Linked DNA regions of Mus musculus: region 2 is linked to region 1. The links are chromatin contacts, called in public promoter capture Hi-C maps. All regions are on one chromosome and are shown on one strand. The core of a region is the stretch at or near the end of the contact, and the rest is flanking DNA. Distances in the headings are between cores, read along the strand shown. Region 1 overlaps Ppp2r5a (protein phosphatase 2, regulatory subunit B', alpha). Region 2 holds the start of Lpgat1 (lysophosphatidylglycerol acyltransferase 1).

The links. Promoter capture Hi-C pulls out the DNA fragments that hold promoters and counts their contacts.
Region 2: a contact with region 1 is called in a promoter capture Hi-C map of pre-B cells, with 3 times the contacts expected there. The contact joins the promoter of Lpgat1 here to the enhancer-like site in region 1. A contact is called at or near these places in 7 of 39 promoter capture datasets (the 3T3-L1 cell line, the HPC-7 cell line, cranial neural crest and 4 more), 1 of 115 datasets of contacts at active chromatin or transcription factors (forebrain) and 3 of 9 other capture datasets (adipose tissue, embryonic stem cells and liver).

Annotation. Positions count from the first base shown.
Region 1 is chr1:191,351,346-191,354,552 of GRCm38.p6, reverse strand. Ppp2r5a (protein phosphatase 2, regulatory subunit B', alpha) reads left to right here. Exons shown (of 13, transcript NM_144880.4): 11 at 1-22; 12 at 578-679; 13 at 1,444-2,572. The coding sequence ends at 1,576. Among named protein-coding and RNA genes, the nearest start is that of Pacc1, 27 kb to the right of the region's middle. Within about 2 kb of position 1,487, at least 35 of the 459 cell types and tissues checked have an H3K27ac peak or open chromatin away from gene starts, as enhancers often do.
Region 2 is chr1:191,716,208-191,719,381 of GRCm38.p6, reverse strand. It overlaps Lpgat1 (lysophosphatidylglycerol acyltransferase 1), which reads right to left and starts at 1,358. Exons shown (of 8, transcript NM_172266.3): 1 at 1,177-1,358; 2 at 1-28. The coding sequence starts at 1.

The DNA.
Region 1 (3,207 bases), core at 238-2,737:
TTTCCAAAGAACACTGGAATCAGTAAGTTTCTGTTGTTGTTGGGTTCCATTTAACATACAGTCTCAGTAGCACAGGCTAGCCTTGAACTCTTGGCTCAGCCTCAGCGCTGAGATCACAGGCGTGTACTTCACGTGTCTTTACTTTGCTAGTTGAAGCCTGGACAGATCTGTAACCTATACTGAAGGTGAGTGTCATAGTTGTAGATACTGCTTATCCTTATAAAGCTGTCTATGGATGCTCCTCAGCAAATGGTCTAACCAGCTTGCGGTCCAGTGCCATCGGCTGAGCCAGCTGTATCCGGCCTCCCCAAGCTAGGAACTGAGGACCAAAGGGAGACATGGCATTCAGACATTCCGACTTCTGTGACATTTTTATCTTGCTACCCAGGGTCTAGGATGAGACTACAAAACTCACATGAAGAGAACCAGAATATTGTATCTACATAGGAAGAGGGTAAACATTAGAATCTCTGGCCTGTGAGACTAGACTGTTTCCACTTTAGTTCTAGCATCTGGCATTAATTATGCATTCAGTGTTGCTGGCCTCTAACCCAGAACTGTCTTCTCTTTCTTTCAGGACTATTGTAGCACTGGTGTACAATGTGCTGAAAACCCTCATGGAGATGAACGGCAAGCTTTTTGACGACCTTACTAGTTCCTACAAAGCCGAAAGACAGAGGTACTTGATGAGTTTTGAAAATTCTGTGTTCTTCAGTTCAGAAAGGTCCATCTCTTAGTCGGTGGATCTATGGTGAATATGTTAGGCATTATCATTTGGAAGCCTCTGAGCACTACAGCCATTGTCCAGGAAAGTAATCCCGGTATTTTTATAAATTTGTTAAGACTTTCCTCCTCTAACAGTTAGACTGTGGTTTAAGTGCGGATCGTGTTCGTCCTGATCTCAGCTGAGACATAAGATTTTTCCCGAGAGCTTGATAGTCCTGGTGCTGTGGATCATCAGAGAGTGGTATCTGAAGTCAGCACACTGTCAGGAAGCGAGTCAGAGCTCTGTGATTTTAAGGCCAGGAAGACACAAACAAAAACCTCACAAGGTTCAGGTAGAAATTAGAACCAGGATCCAAGTCCACAAAGCAACAGGCAGGAGAGGTGTGTGGGAACCAAGACCTAGAAATAAAAGCCCTCCTTTACAGCCTGTACTTTCTTTACTTATCTAGTTTTAAAGCTCACTCAGTTTGAACATAAACTGACGGGTGGGTAGATTGCCTTTCTGCTGGTATGGAAGGGTGGGGCTTCTACCTCTCCCTAGGAGGCCTGAGTGTTAACTGTAGCTGACCTAGAGGCCTCGAGTGACTACGGTGAATTAGTGCCATGTAATACCACGCGTGTCACAGAAGCCACGGGCATTGTAATGCTCGCTCCCCACAAAGCCACCAACCAGTGTCTTTCCTGAGCTTCCCATTAAAACTGCTGATCTCTCTACAGAGAGAAGAAGAAAGAACTGGAACGGGAAGAGTTGTGGAAAAAACTAGAGGAGCTGCAGCTGAAGAAGGCTCTAGAGAAACAGAACAATGCTTACAACATGCACAGTATTCGCAGCAGTACCAGTGCCAAATAAAGATCAGCTCCCCCTGCTGGGCGGTCGTTTTGTACACTTTTTTTTTTTTTTGAATATATAAAAACTTCAGAGCAGACCTCATCAGTATAATATAATTAGGAGGCCAGTTTTTCCTGGCAAGCGTAAAAGCGAAAGAATTATGGACTAAAACATAGCCCTGTGCTGTATCACGGCCACAGTATATTGTAAACTCTGTCTAATCATGGATTGTGTCACTGTCTCTGTTGAGTGAGGTGATCGTGGGAGTGGCAAGCGTGTGTTGCGACTTGAGCCCGGTTGTGCTGCACACACAGATGAAGCCGTCCTCTGCACACTTCCTTTATCATGTGTTTTCACCGTGCTGCACACCTTGGTGCTGCACACCTTGAGTACATCTGAGGAAAGAGCCTCGTAAGATAAGCGGAGGGGTTGCCCTTCCCTCACCTCTCCTAGAGAGGTGTGGGCAGGGGACAAGAGCCCAGCCTCATTAAAGACACTGCCATACTCTGGGTTTTACAACATCTGACATTTCCAGGCTTCTGAAGCACAAAGTATTAAAGTTGGGGGGGGGAAGTAAACCAAAATTCTGATGTTCCCAAATCCCCCCTTCAGCAGCGGCTCCCCGGAGCGTGTGCGGAGCAGCACAGGCCACGGGTGGACCCGAGGCTCACCTCCTTCATTCCTCTCCTCCAAGGCTGGAGGCAGGGCCTTCCCAGTCCTCACCCTGCCAGTCCCCAGGCCTGCCTGCCTGCAGGGTGGAGCTCTGGGTCCCTCCCACAGTGTGATGCAGACTGCTAGCTGTCACTGCCTGGCTTTATTTAAAGGAACTGCAGCAGGTGTCCTCAGAGCTGACTATGTAGAAGCTTTGTCTGTTTTTACCTGGTCAGGTATTTTTCACACTGTTGTTACCAGTACCATTCCAGCCTCTTGCCTTGCAGTTGTATGGAAAACTGTTTTATAATGAGAGATCTTTACTGAGGATTGAGCAGCATTTAATAAAGTCTATGTTTGTATTTTGCCTTATGTCATTTGCTCTTTTGTCTCTGGAAGATATTTATATTAGAGAATTATAACTTACGGATGTACTCTAATTAGAATTAGGTTGCTTGTGGTCCAGGGATTAGGAGTCTAGCCATCTAACCGATCTTTTCATAAAATCCCAAGCTTCTTGTCCCTCCGTGTTCTAGGACAGTTTAACATTAAAGCTAGTTTTAACTAAAACGGGAAATCTCAGAATCCATGGCAGTAGCAGTTCTGGGAAAGGCAGGGAGACTGTAACATGGTTTCAACTAAACACCAGTTTAGAAGGGTCACAGGGGTTTTTTGTTGCTGTGACAGCAGCCTCCATGACCTCTGGACAAACTCCCTTGTAATACAGTGGCCTGTAATTTTTGCTCTCTTTTCAAGCAGTGGGCATCCCAGGGAGGGCCATTGTTGCAGTCCAATGAGGCTGCTCCCTTTAGGCCTCTGCAGAATAGCCCTGGGCGACCCACACAAAACACAGGGTTGCGGGCTGGTGAGATGGCTCAGTGGGTAAGAGTACCCGACTGCTCTTCCGAAGGTCAGGAGTTCAAATCCCAGCAACCACATGGTGGCTCACAACCATCTGTAACAAGATCTGATGCCCTCTTCTGGAGTGTCTGAAGACAGCT
Region 2 (3,174 bases), core at 109-2,608, 360 kb before region 1:
TTCTTACATTGGCGTCGGTCCTGTCTTTCTGGGGATGAAAGGAAAAAATCATTTCAAAAGGAAAAATGGGTGCAGTCGGCGGCAGCAGCACAGAAATCTCCAGCACAAAAATACAAGAAAACGCGAGGGTCTACGCTCTCCAGATGCAGCGCTCGCTCGCTCGCTCGCTCGCCCGCCTGGCGATCTCGAGGGCAAATTCCAGAGGGGGACAGTGAGGAGGGAGGAGCCGCACAAGGTCAAGAGAGCCGTTCTGCGGGGCACGGGCCACGGCGGAACACAGTTAACCAACGCTAGACCGTCCCGCTAGCCGGTGGCGGCCCCGCACTGCGACCCTCGGTCTCCGCACGCTGCCCCGGACCTGGACCCGGACCAGGACCCGCCGGCCGGAGGTCCCGCCACGCCGGTCCTGAAACGCCCGGCCATGCCTTTACCGGGGCTCCCCCAAGGGCTCGTCCGCAAGAGCGGGGTGCTTGCTTTTCCTCGCCACTGAAGGGGAAAGGAAAGGAGAGGGGCCCAGGAAGGAGGAGGAGGAGAAGGAGGAAGATGAGAGGAAGCCGGCGGGGAGGGGGAGGGGAGCGGGACCAGAAGGTGAAGCCGAGGGGCGAGGGATGCGGAGCCCGTGGAGCCCGCGACGCCCGGCTGAGGAGGCTCGGGCAGCGGTTTCCTCAGGTGAGGAGCCGGACGGCCTCCGGGTCGCCGCGGCGGGCTCTCCTCCGCCGGGTCCCCTCAGCGGGCTCTCCACAGAGGGCTCCCCTCGGCCAGGTATCCTCCTCGGCGGGCTCACCTCAGTGGGCGCGAGCGGCGAGCGGCGACAGGGCCGAGGGCCGGCGGCGGCGGCGGCGGCGGGAGTCCCTGGCCCGGGGGTCGCGGTCATGGACGCGGCTGCGGCGGCCCAGGCGGCCCGAGGCGCGGCGCGAGCGGGCGCGCGGGCGCCCTAGTCCCCTCGCGGCTGCCTGCGGACAGAGGCGCGGTGGGGACTCAGAGGCCGGACCTGTCACCGGGGCGGGTCCCGGGGAGGCGGGCGATGCCCCGCGCCCCCGCCTCCGCCTCCTCCCCGGGCCTACCGCGCCCTCGGCCCTCGGGCCGCCGCCGCCTCCTCCACAGGCCACGCGACCAACGGCACCCTTCCCCGCCCCCAGCGCCTCCCGGGCCCGGCCCGCCGCGCCCCAGGTTTACCTTGGGCAGGCCGGGACCCAGCCCGGGCTGCGGGAGCCGGAAGAATGCATGGCCGGCGGAAGGAGGCGGCGGCGGCGGCAGCGGCGGCGCGGCCCTCCCGGCTCCAGGTCCCGGGCGGCGTGGAGACTCGCTCGCTCCCCAGGGCCCGGTGGCTGCGTGCGCCCCGGCCGGCGGGGCGGGTTGGCGGGAGGAAGCGGCGGCGCCCCTGAGCGCCCTCTAACGAAGGCGCGGCGCGGCCCGCCCCACGGACCCCCTAGTGCGCGGTCGAGGGCGCCCCGGGCCGCCCGGCCTAGGCCCCGGACGTCGCCGAGCTCCGAGTCGGGCGGGGCAGAACGCTGCTCGGAAAGGTCTAGGAAGAAGGCCAGCTCTGCCAGCGCGCGCGGACCTTTCGGGCCCTCCTGGACCCCTTTCAGCCAAAAGGGCCGCTGCGCTGCATTGTTGCGGCTCCTTTGGCCGCCCCAGGCTGGCACGCTTTCTCCTTTTCATTCCTAAAGAAACTCGCTTGGGCTCAGAGCTTTTCTTCTGAACCTCCCCAAGGCATTACGGTCTAGTGTTTTAAATCAATTGTTTTAAGTGCCAGAGTTCTTGTTTCTGGAAAGCACCTGAAACCTGAATGACAACATTTTCAATCCCGCTACACACACACACACACACACACACACACACACACACACACACACACACGGTGGGGGCAGATCAGTGAGAATCCAGTGGTCTGCACAGAAATAGAACTGAATTAATGAAGAAAAAACAATTAGCCACATGCTTGATACTGAATACAATGGCCTTAAGAACTCCTAGCCAGCCCTGATCACTACTAGGACATTAGCTGAATTTGGGTTCAAAGGCTGAACACCATAAGGAATACAGACAGCATACCTAAGACAAAACCAAACCACCAAAACCAAGGGTCCTTTCAGACCCAGTATCTCTTGTTGGGTGTGGTAGCTGATGCTCCTAATCTCAGCACTTGAGAAGCTGAGGCAGGAGGATTGATGTGAGCTTCAGGCTAGCTTAGGATAAAGAATGAGTTAGAGATCCTGTCTATGAATAGGTAAAGCTTTGTGACTAGAGCAGCAGTTTGTTTTCTCCTTCTTTTAAAACCAGGCCTTACTTTCTATGTAGTCCAGGCTGATCTGTAATTTATAACATAGCTCAGGCTGGCCTTCAACATGTAGAAAACATCCTGCCTCATTCTCCCCAAAGTTGGGGTCATAGGTTTGAGCCACAATGCCCAGCTAGGATGGCAGTTTTCACGTGTCTCTAGGGAACTGCCATATTTGAAGGAGTATCACTTATTGTGAAAATGTCAAAGCCCAGTGTGGTGGTTCTCATAGATAATCCCAGCACCAGAGAGGCTAAGGCAGGAGTGCCAGGAGTCCTGGGCCAGCCTAGGCTACTAGACCTTGTCAAAAAAAAAAAAAAAAAATCAAACCAAAAAAATGTTCATGCTTTGATAAAACTGTCCCTCTCTTTCCTCCAACTTTGATCCAGGAATGACAGGCAAGTTGCCTTTTGCCATGTGAAAATATTTTTTTAATTCCTATTCTACACAGAACCTGTATGATATTGATATAGATATATAAATAATTTCCATGTATGTTAGCCTTTATAGCTATTATTATCCTTTACCTGTTCACAAACATATTTTACTGTACAGGGCATGCTAGGGATGTAGCTCATGTGTATTTTCAAGGCCCATCCCAACCTGTGACAAAGCACACCTAAAAAGAATTAAAGGCAATTGGCCTTGTCAAGGAACTGTCCATAGAGGCTCAACTGATGAGTAGCAAAAGAAAAGTCAGATACACCCATTCATTGGCCATTCTTCCTTTCATTTTAGGCACCAAGAACTTCAAATAAACCTAAGGAGAGAAGTGTAATAAGATGACCATTCAAGTTGTGTCATTATATTCTTAAGGAAGATAGTCAAAAGACATATTTCCAGAATCAAACATCAATTTCTTCAAGGATTCCACCTGTTCTCATCTCACTCAG